Linked DNA regions of Zea mays: all the other regions are linked to region 2. The links are chromatin contacts, called in public Hi-C maps. All regions are on one chromosome and are shown on one strand. Each heading gives the region's core, a stretch centred on a gene start, on an enhancer-like site or on the middle of the called end of the contact. The rest is flanking DNA. Distances are from core to core; before and after follow the strand shown. Region 1 holds the start of LOC100282307. Region 2 holds the start of LOC100276258. Region 3 holds the start of LOC103654200 (chaperone protein DnaJ).

Region 1 (3,639 bases), core at 944-3,443, 130 kb before region 2:
CAGGGCTTCCTGTAGTTAAATAGAGCCTAGGGCTCTAAATACTATATCTATCTATATATATATATTAATAAATATTATGGAGGTTGTCTTCCTAAATTTCAATGTTCCAAAATTGACATTGAAACTTTGGATGCCAAAGCATTAATGGGCAATCAACTAGACTGATAGTAGATTTAAGATGTGCATTTATAAAACTCCAATCTAATGAGGGGCAATATTAAAATGCTCTATTCTTTTCCATATGTAACCTTATGGCTTCCACTTGATGCTTCTGGTGAACGATGTGGGCCCACCATGTGTTATAGCACTTATGTGCCCACAAGTTGTGCCAAGGCAACCATTTATTTTATGATCGTACCTTAGTCATGTTAAAGTGACATGGTTTTATCGAAAATGCTCAACGTCTATTTCCATAATTAACTGTTTTGCTGCTAGTTTTGTTTACAGAACATGAGGCGTCTAAAATTACGTCTGCTAGTCACGTGACCAAAGAAATTAGAGAGAATGGTGATGTACCCCTTGTCATGAAGACACAACTTTAACACATGTTTAGTAGTTCTATTTGCATTGGCGCAATATATGGAACATCTATTTTTCACCATATGGGTTATAATTATGTTGTACTATATTTATAATTTTTTTGAAGGCTGTTTTCCCTAAAATTTTGATATCCAAAGTTGAAATTGGAGCATTGAATACTAAAATATTAATGGATAATCACCTAGACTAAGAGTAAATTTATGGCGCACCTTTGTAAAACTATAATCTAGTCAATGGCGATATGAAAATGTCATAGTCCTTTTTATCTTCCAGTTATCACACCATTGTTACTATAGCTCTCTCGTTTCTATCCTCATGACTTCCACTTGATGCTTCTACCAAATGATGTTGGGCTCCACTATGTGTTTTGGCACTTATGTGCTCGAAGATTATGCCAAGGCAACCGTTTGTTTCATGATGCCTTAGGCATGCGAAATTGGCATAGTTTTTTATGGCAATGACCGACGTCCATTTTCTCGATTAAATGTTTTCTATTGGCTTTGTTCACAAAAAATGAGGTACCATCGAAATCACGTTTGCTAGTCATGTGATAAATATTAATTAGAGAAAATGGTGATGTACCCCTTCACAGAAGACACAATTTTGGCACATATTTAATAGTTCTATTTGCATAGGTGCATCATATGGAACACCTATTTTTCATTGTATGGGGTTATAATTATGCTATAATATATATTAATAAATATGGTGGATGTCGTTTTCTAAACATTCCAATGCTTCAAATTTGACATTGAAGATATGGATGTCAAAGCATTAATGGCTAATCACCTAAACTGTGAGTAGATTTAAGGTGTGCCTTTGTAAAACTCCAATCTAGTGAGGGGCAATATTAAAATGTCCTAGTCCTTTCTATCTTCCGGCTATCGCACCGTTGTTACTATAGCTTTTCCGTTTCTAACCCAGTGGCTTCCGCTTGACGCTCTACCGAATGATTTGGGCCCCATGTGTTTGGGCACTTATGTGCCCGCAAATTATGCCAAGACAACCATTTATTTTATGACCTTACCTTAGACATGTGAAAGTGACGTAGTTTTATCGACAACACTCGACGTCCGTTTCCACAATTAAATGTCTGTTGCTGGTTTTGTTTGCAAAACATGAGGCGTATGTTTGCTAGTCATGTGACTAATTAGAGAGAATGATGATGTAGCCCTTGATATGAAGGCACAACTTTGGCACATATTTATTAGTTATATTCGCATCAACACAATATATGGAACACCTATTTTTCGTCGCATGGGGTATAGTTATGCTACATTATGTTAATAAATATTTTAGAGGTTGTTTTTTTATAAAATCTCAATACTCTAAAGTTGACATCGGAGCATTGGATATCAAAGTATTAATGTCTAATCATCTAGATTGAGAGTAGATTTTGAGATGTACCTCTGCAGACCTCTACATCCACGAAGGAGCAATTTCGCAAATATACTAGTCCTAGCTATCTTCTGCCTACTTTGTACCATTATTGCTGTAGCTTTCCGTTTCGCCTCCGTCGACTGACGTGTGGACCCCATCGCACCTCCCTCCCTCTCCCTCTCCCCCCCCCCACCCCCACGCGCCTGGCCGCCTGCAGACTGTGCCAGTGGCGGCCAGCCAATATATAGGGCCCACGCCCCGTCCGCGCTCTCCAAAGTTTCGTCCACCATTTCGCTCTCGCAAGTCGCAAGCCACCGATTTGTTTACAGGCGCCGGAGCTCCCGACGACGACTGAGCCATGTGCGGCGGCGCGATCCTTGCCGAGCTCCGCGAGCCGGCGCCGCGCCGGCTCACGGAGCGGGACATCTGGCAGCAGAAGAAGAAGCCCAAGAGGGGCGGCGCCGGCGGGAGGCGCTCGTTCGCGGCGGAAGACGATGAGGACTTCGAGGCCGACTTCGAGGACTTTGAAGCCGACTCCGGTGATTCGGATTTGGAGCTCGGGGAAGGGGCTGACGACGACGTCATCGAGATCAAGCCCTTCGCCGCCAAGAGTACTTTCTCCAGAGGTATTGGCTCAAGCTCGAGGCGGCTTATTTTCTATGGCTGTATATGTATTTTTTGCGTTTGATTGATGCGGACGACTAGAATCTACGAGTTAGTTGAGGAATTTTAAGGGGGCTGGTACGGTGCGCGTTTGAGGTGCGACTCGGTGGTTGGAATGGACCGGGGACGAAGAAAGAAAAAAGCGAGGGGATTTGTGTTTACTATTTAGATTAAGTTTTGGCTTGTAGGGGATTCTGCAACTTATTAGATGATTTTATGGTATCCGATTGGGATGAAGTCTGTCGCTTTCTTTTTCATTCGAGTTACAATTCTGTAATGGGCAAAATAGTCTGTTTTGGTTGCCCACCTGGGAGTCGTGGGAACACAACTCGGTTCTTCGAGTGTTGGATCTGGGCGTTCCACCGTTTGTGCATGATTAGTTACATTAGATGCATATTATTTAAATAGTTCTGAACTTGTGGTATCACTTGATATGTCTGTAGCCTATGAATTTTCGTGGGGATTGTTCTAGACTCTTTTAAACTACCCTACGCGATTTATGGTGTTGAGCTTGAGCACATGATTATATATTCACATGCATCTGCTGTTTATATGGTTCCTTGTATGATTGTATTTCGTTGCAAGTAATGAAGAGTCACTAGGCCTGATTAATTGTCCAAATGCTTGCAGTTTGCAAAGTTTAGGAAGGTCAGATTTCTGGTCCCGTGTCTGCAAATGGGTTCTAATGTGCAGTATCGTCTATAGTGGAAGTTTTAGATATGATTGCATAATAATGATTTATTTGATGGCACCAGGGTTGTGTAGAATCTTGGGCTTTCATATTTATCGTGTTTTGAACTGTGCTTTCTGCAAATATGAAATAGATGCGCATGGAGAATGTTAATTTTGGTTGTGATGTTGCTTCATAACTCAATATGCATATATATCATTGACAGAGGCAATGTTACTAAGGTTTGATTCTTTCCTGCTTGCAGATGGCTTAAGCACCATGACTACTGCTGGTTATGATGCCCCTGCAGCAAGGTTGGCCAAAAGGAAGAGGAAGAATCAATACAGGGGTATCCGCCAGCGCCCTTGGGGTAAGTGGGCTGCTGA
Region 2 (3,477 bases), core at 496-2,995:
CATCTTTCTTCTTGACCAAGAGTACTGGTGAAGCAAAGGGACTTGAACTCTGTTGTATGATGCCAGACTCCAACATTTCCTGAATTTGTCTTTCTATCTCATTCTTCTGGTGTGGAGTATATCTGTAGGGTCGTAACCGGAAAGCTGTTGCTCCAGGTAATAGGGGAATAGAGTGATCAAATGGCCTCTTTGGTGGCAGTCCCTGAGGTGTAGAAAACAATTCCTGATACTTCTCTATCACTGCTGCAATTTCCGGAGGTATTTGCACCGGAACAACTTCCTTGTTGGATTCTGTGACAGTTCTGAGCTCCAACACATGCTCCACAGCTTCTTGTCTGATTAGTCCAGTTAATTGGATACTAGACAGAAGAGTACATGACTGTAATTTGGGTCTCACCCCTTGCAGCTGAACTACCTTACCTTGATATTCAAACTCCATCCACTTATCCATCCAGTGTATGGACATGGGGTTAAATTTTTCCAGCCAGTCCATTCCTAACACAATGTCATAACCGGCCAGTGGTAAAAATTTAAAATCAGCGTAGAAATTGATGCCATTACATAACCAGGGACAATCAGGTACCCAATATTCACTCCACAAGGTATTACCATCAGCCACCTTCACCTGAAGCGGATGTGGCAGTTTCTGAACCCCTTTTACTACCTCAATAAAGTGGTTACTCATGAAACTACCCGAGCTTCCAGAATCAACCAACACCAACATCTGGCATCCCTGAATATAAGCCCACAATTTGATGGTCTTGTTATGCTCACCACCATGTACTGCTGCTTCAGAAATAGCTAACACCTCCTCCTCAACAACCTTTTCTGGAGAATCATCTGTTTCCTCGGACTTTTCATCTTCTTCACCATGAGACACAACAGCCCACATTTCCTCCACTACATGCAGTGGTACACTGTTAGAACAACTGTGGCTAGGATTCCATTTTCCCCACATTTGAAACAAAGGCCCCTTGCCCTTCTATAATTCTTCAAGGCTGTAAGCTTTTGGTCACCCACCCGACTGTTGCCTACTAGTGGTTTACGTCGATCGTCAGGGATCACTGGGTTTCGACCTGTTAACAGGGAACTTGACTGTCCAGCCATAGGAGGCATTCTCATGGGAGCCTTAGAATATACCACCACTTCTCCTTTTCTGGTTTCCCTTCTTCCAGCACTTCCCATTACTTCTTCCTGCAATAGAGCTAATGAGCAGCGCCTATCATCCTCAGTCGGACGGTCAGACCGAGCGTGTGAACCAGTGTGTGGAAGCATACCTTCGCTGTAACCCCCATGAAGAGGAGGCGGTCGGAGCAAGCGGACATGACCATGAAGGGGCGCTCGGGCAGGACCAGGTAGGAGGCGCCGACCTGCGGGGGCTGGAGGTCGAGAAGGATGTCGCAGGCACCGGGCGCGAGCATCCATGCCCGCTTGTCGTTGGCGCCGAGGACGACGGGGATGAAGGAGAGTGCCACCCACGGGCGGGGATGGAACACGACCACCTCGTCGCGCTGCGGTTGCTCGCCCGCTCGAGACGACTCCCGCGCTATGAACGACGACGACATGGCTGACATGGCGCGGGGCGCGCTCAGCTTGCCTGGCCGGCGGTGGGATTGGGGCTGCGGCTTTGGAGGGTGGCGAGTTAGTTGGTTCGTTTCGTTTCGGTCCGAATCGCGCTGCTGGTTGATTCGAGGGGGATGGGAGGAGGAGAAGGGGACGGGAGAATCATAGGCGAGTGAGCACTGAGCACGGATGAGCAGGCAGGGAGGGAGGCTTGAGTTTGAGGAGCGTTTACGATTTCGAAAAAGAAATCGCGAAAAATAGAAAATTTCCGAAATTTCGGGAATTTTCGGTCAAAATTAAATAGATTTAGTATTTTTAAAACAAAAAATGATATAACTTAAATTAAAAATATTAATTTCGGAAACATATTTTTTCGGACCCCACCGAAATCAAGAAAATTTCAGAAAATTTCAGAAATTTTGGAAATTTCTGTCCGAAATTGTAAACCCTCATCAAGTCAGTTGCGGGCGTTTCATCCAAAAAAAATCATTGACTCATCACATCTATGATCTATCTGGTGTGTTTGTTGTGGTGTTTGGTTATAGTTTATTCACGGATTGCTAAGGTCATTGTGTTGTGGCTCCCGACTCGGTGCTAGATAGATGTCCAAATGGGCGGCACGGCCCGGCCCAGCCCGAGCACGACTTGGCCCGACCCGTTTGAGCCCGGCACGGTTAAGCCCGATCACTTAACCGTGCCGGGCCGGGCCGCCCGACGTGCCCAAATAGCTACCCGAGCACGGCACGGTGGAGGCCCGACCGTGCCGGGCTGGCCCGAATAGCACGGCCCATTTAGCAGCCCGGGCCAGCTCGAGCCCGCAAATCACACAACCGCCGGAGCTGCCTGGAGGAGGGAGCAGCCGAGCAGAGAGCAGGGAGCCCGCTGCGCCGAGAGCAGGGAGGAAGCAGCCGAGCAGAGAGCAGGGAGCCCGCCGCGCCGAGAGCAGGGAGGGAGCAGCCGAGCCGAGAGCAGGGAGGGAGCGCCGCGTCGATGCCCGAGAGGAGGGAGGGAGCACCACAGCCGAGGCCCGAGAGGAGGGAGCGCCGCCGCCGCGTCGAGAGGAGGGAGCCCGCGGCCCGCGCCGAGAGGAGGGAGCAGGGAGAGCCGCGCCGAGGCCCGAGAGGAGGGAGCGCCGCCGCCGCGCCGAAAGCAGGGAGCGCGGAGCACCGCGCCGAGGGGAGGGAGCCCACGGCCCGCGCCGAGAGGAGGGAGCATGGAGCGCCGCGCCGAGGCCCGAAGGAGGGAGGGAGCGCCGCATCGAGATCGAGAGCAGGGAGCGCCGCCGCCGCACGGAGAGGCAGGACGCAGGAGCGAGAGTGTGTTAGGTTAGGGTTAGGGCGCCGGACGCGCACGATTTATACAGACGGTGGCTGCGGTGTGGGCTGCTTAGGGTTAGGACAAAGTGGGCCGTTCGGGCATCACGTATGGCAGCCCAGTACGGTACCTGAGTTTTTGAACGGGCCGGTTTAAAGGCCCGACCGATAACGGGCCATGCCCGGGCTAGCCCAACTGGCTCAAATGTCTGTCGAGCCCGACACGCTCTACGGGCCGGGCTCAGCCCGGGCCCGCTTCAAACTGTGCCGTGCCGGGCTCGTGTCGTGCTAAAAACACGTGCTTCGTGCCGGGCTAACGGGCCACGTGCTTTTTGGACATCTATAGCTGTGATCGCTGTCGACTAGATGGTGTCAGCAAAGAGCAAGGATTACAGGCCAACGAAGAGGACAATGGGGAGAGTGCGGCTTCGTCGAACCAGGAGATGGAGCGCCCGTGGGCTCAGAGCGTGAGAAGGCTGAATCCTCGTGTGAGCGGGCCGGATTGGGCCATATAATGTAACACAACGTTCAATTCCTGGGCCGAAGGTACTTACTCCTGGCAGCTCTCTAGTATCATATATTGTCCTCACAGATCAACACA
Region 3 (3,506 bases), core at 312-2,811, 170 kb after region 2:
GCTAACTGCATTGCAGGCACCACCAGAAAGGAAGATGACAGTCTCGGATTGGAAGGGTCGCTGGAAACAAGGATCTATACCTCGGCATTTTCAGTAAGAAAGATCGTTCCATTTGGGTGCAGAAGTAGATTTTAGCGGTGTCTGTTTTACTAATGTCGATTGTCTCGTCAAAGTACATTTGTTGTAGATGAAGTTACAGGATTGGGACATGGACTTTTACTGCTAATGTCAAGTTTTGTGCCTGGCTTTTGCGTTCGCTTTAATCCGCGGCCTGCACATTCCATGATCATTCTTTGCTTTTTGCGGATAGCAATGCTTTCCCTAAGGCTGTGAGCTCTGACCAAAGCAGCCTGTTGTACTATTTTGAAATACCCCGTTGGACACTTGGACTACAGATAGCAGCTAAGCAGCATTAGCATGACAAGGAAGTAATCTGGTCGAAATTTGTACTGTGCGTCAGGAACTTATCTTGCTTTCTCAATGTACTAACTAGATCCTCTTGGGCAATTTTAGAATCAACAATTTTGGGAGGTGCGATGTATTACAAAATTGATATGTTTTTGAATCAACTAGAATTTAATTTTGTGCACTCTGTTTGTACATCTGCATCTACATCGATTGGTGTGTCTGGTTAGAACAACATATATTGTATGCTCATTAATTATCGTGATAGTCTCATGCACACCTAAAGTATTTTATTACTATTGCCCCAATCTGCCAAAACTCGAGAACGATTTATATGAAAGGTATATAGCAATTTACTCAAGAATTCTATTGTCTTGATAGGGCGTCCGTAAGGGCGCCACTTATTCTATTATCCTTTATAGATGGATGCAATCTAACCGGCTAGGGCCACATAAGGCTAGTCACACTTGAGCAACAAACCAATCGGGTAGATAGTCAACGACATCGACGTGGCTTAGATGTGAAGATTGTTTACTAAGGCGGTGTTTGATTCATTTAGATTCTAGGACATCTAATATTATACCAAATCCAATGCAAATGTTATTATCAGCTTACAGGAAGATTGTGAGATTCTAAGCATAAAATCTAATGTACAACACAAACTGTTTGGTTCATAATCAGATTCTCATTTTCAGATTTTAAAATGAGATTATGAAAATAAGTCCAACCGCCAAAAAGGCTCTAACGACTCCAAAATACTTTAGCATACATTTTTATAGTCTGTAGGTTTGAAAGTTGTAATTGTTCTGCTTATTAGTAGATTCAGGGGGTGTTTGGTTTCTAGAGACTAATGTTTAGTCCCTAGATTTTATTCCATTTTAGTTCTTAAATTGCCAAATATAGAAACTAAAACTTTATTTTAGTTTCTATATTTAGCAATTTATACACTAAAAAGGAATAAAATGAAGGGACTAAACATTAGTCCCTAAAACCAAACACCCCCTCACTTCCCGTCAAACAAAAATGAGTTGACGATCTGCACTAAAAAGCCTTTAAAATTTCGGCTAATTTTAAAAACGCGACTTGGAGGCTTTTTCTTGTTTTCCCGACGACACATATACATTACCATCTGGAAACAGGCAAACAGAGCGAGCCGGAAAAAAGACAAAAATTCGGAATTTCCTGCGACGAGAGCAAGATATTATTAATTAACGGGCAAGTGGGCATGGCCGAGTTTCTGGAGGCTTCCTGCGTCGCGTGGAGGCAGACAGAGCTCAGGGAGGGAGGGAGGGGAAGAACGAAGCAGCAGCAACAGCGCCATCCGCTCGCTTCCTTCCCCTTCTCTCCCTCCTCCCCCACCGCCGGCGTCGCCTCTACGCGCGCGCGCCCCGCCGGGGGCTGCCGTCGCTGCACCCGTGGCCCGTGGGCGGCGGCCGCGTACCTGTACCTACGTGCTGCCGGGGGGGGGGGGGGGGGGGGGGGGGGGAGCTACGCGTCTCCTCTCGCCATGGACGCCGGTGTAGAGAAGTGCGGCGACGCGGCGGCGGAGGGCGGCGGCGACCTCTACGCTGTCCTCGGGCTCAAGAAGGAGTGCTCCGACGCCGACCTCAAGGTCGCTTACCGGAAGCTCGCCAAGGTGAGAGCAACTCGGTTCCTGATTTCGCGTCTCTCCGCTCCTCGTTACTTGCTGCTGGCTGCTGCATATCGTTGTTGATCTAGCTATCCAGCATCGCGCGTGGCAGCGGCGGACGTTGGACGAAAATTCATGAGGGGCCAAAGAGACTACATGAGAGCCATGATTTTCTAGTTCGCCAAGCTCACCAACCGCAAGGGACAAGCCATATCGTTGTGACGAGCAAGATCTAACTTGTCGAGCAGATTGACGTCACGACAAAAACAGGACAAGGGACGGAGGCAGATCTTGTCGAGCGGATCGACGTCACGATAAAAACAGGACAAGGGACGGAGGCGCCAGGAAGGCCCGAAGTCGGGTGCCGTCGCATCGAGAATGGGTCGGCAGCGGAAACGGGACAGCGAGTAGACTGATTTAGGTGGTGTCGGAAAGATTAGGGTCAGACTGGTAGATGCAAGGACTGGACCAAGAGGATCCGACGAGCAGGCTTATAACATGGTTGTTTTAGGCCATGTTCTAAACCTCTAGAGCTAACTGTTAACTGGTTTTAGCTAGGTTGGAGCATCTAGCAACTAATACTTATTTAAGGGGTATAGCTAACAATTAGTTGATCCATTCTAAACCTCTCAGCTAATTTTAGCAACTAGTTATTAGTTTTAGAGATTTAGAACAAGACTTTATACTATCTAAAACTTTGATTTTTTTTCTACATTTAATACCAAATAATTATTAGGCATAAAAGGGTGTACAAAATTGAGGGGGGGCCATGGCCCACTTTGCCCCCTGGATCCGCCCCTGCTTGGTGGAGTTGTTGTGGAGAGAGAGAAAAGTGTTCTCCTTGGGCGATTCGAGTTTGCAGGTGGATACATTGGCGCGAGAAATTTGGAATCTTGCCATTATGGCAAATGGGTTTCATCACTTTGCCATTATTTTAAAGGGCTTAGCTTATATGCCATTATCAAGGAAGACCCATACGCTAAAATGCCTTTTTCGCAATTTAATAAAACGAAAAATTGATTGGATATAATCTGCCTTCGTCTACCTCCAGCCGAACAGCACACCACCTCTACCTCTGTCCTTGGGACCGACGCGGCTACATATATTCTCTTCTTGACTGCAGCGGGCTTGCCACAGTGGCCTTGGCCGTAGCAGCAGCACGCCACGAGCAGCGACGCCAGAGAAGAGGGAGTTCCAAATGGCGATTACAACGAAGACCAGACGACAAAAGACATGAGCGAGGTGAAAATGCTGCAGGGCGGCAACATCCCGGACGGTGAGGCGCAACGCTCAACATGGGAGCGGCGTCACGCGGCGGTGGAAGCAGCAGCTGGGGACCTTCAACTACGACTACCAGAGCTATGCGCTTAACTTTAACCAGAGCACTGACGAATAGCAGCAGCGTGCTGAGTTTGCTTGGGACAGCGCCGGTGGTGGTTGGCTGATGGTCTCACCAGTGAGAAAAAGAGAA

Evidence for each region. Hi-C and Micro-C count contacts between places; a contact is called where the count stands out from the background.
Region 1: a contact with region 2 is called in a Hi-C map of leaf, with 5 times the contacts expected there. The contact joins the promoter of LOC100282307 here to the promoter of LOC100276258 in region 2. A contact is called at or near these places in 2 of 25 Hi-C or Micro-C datasets (both in leaf).
Region 3: a Hi-C map of ear shows a contact between it and region 2, with 2.1 times the contacts expected there. The contact joins the promoter of LOC103654200 here to the promoter of LOC100276258 in region 2. A contact is called at or near these places in 2 of 25 Hi-C or Micro-C datasets (ear and leaf).

Annotation. Positions count from the first base shown.
Region 1 is chr4:181,088,011-181,091,649 of Zm-B73-REFERENCE-NAM-5.0, forward strand. LOC100282307 reads left to right here and starts at 2,194. Exons shown (of 3, transcript NM_001155219.2): 1 at 2,194-2,546; 2 at 3,519-3,639. The coding sequence starts at 2,279.
Region 2 is chr4:181,218,791-181,222,267 of Zm-B73-REFERENCE-NAM-5.0, forward strand. LOC100276258 reads right to left here and starts at 1,746. Exons shown (of 2, transcript XM_020552740.2): 1 at 1,289-1,746. The coding sequence starts at 1,574.
Region 3 is chr4:181,393,552-181,397,057 of Zm-B73-REFERENCE-NAM-5.0, forward strand. It overlaps LOC103654200 (chaperone protein DnaJ), which reads left to right and starts at 1,562. Exons shown (of 7, transcript XR_002269221.2): 1 at 1,562-2,041. It also overlaps the pseudogene LOC103655727.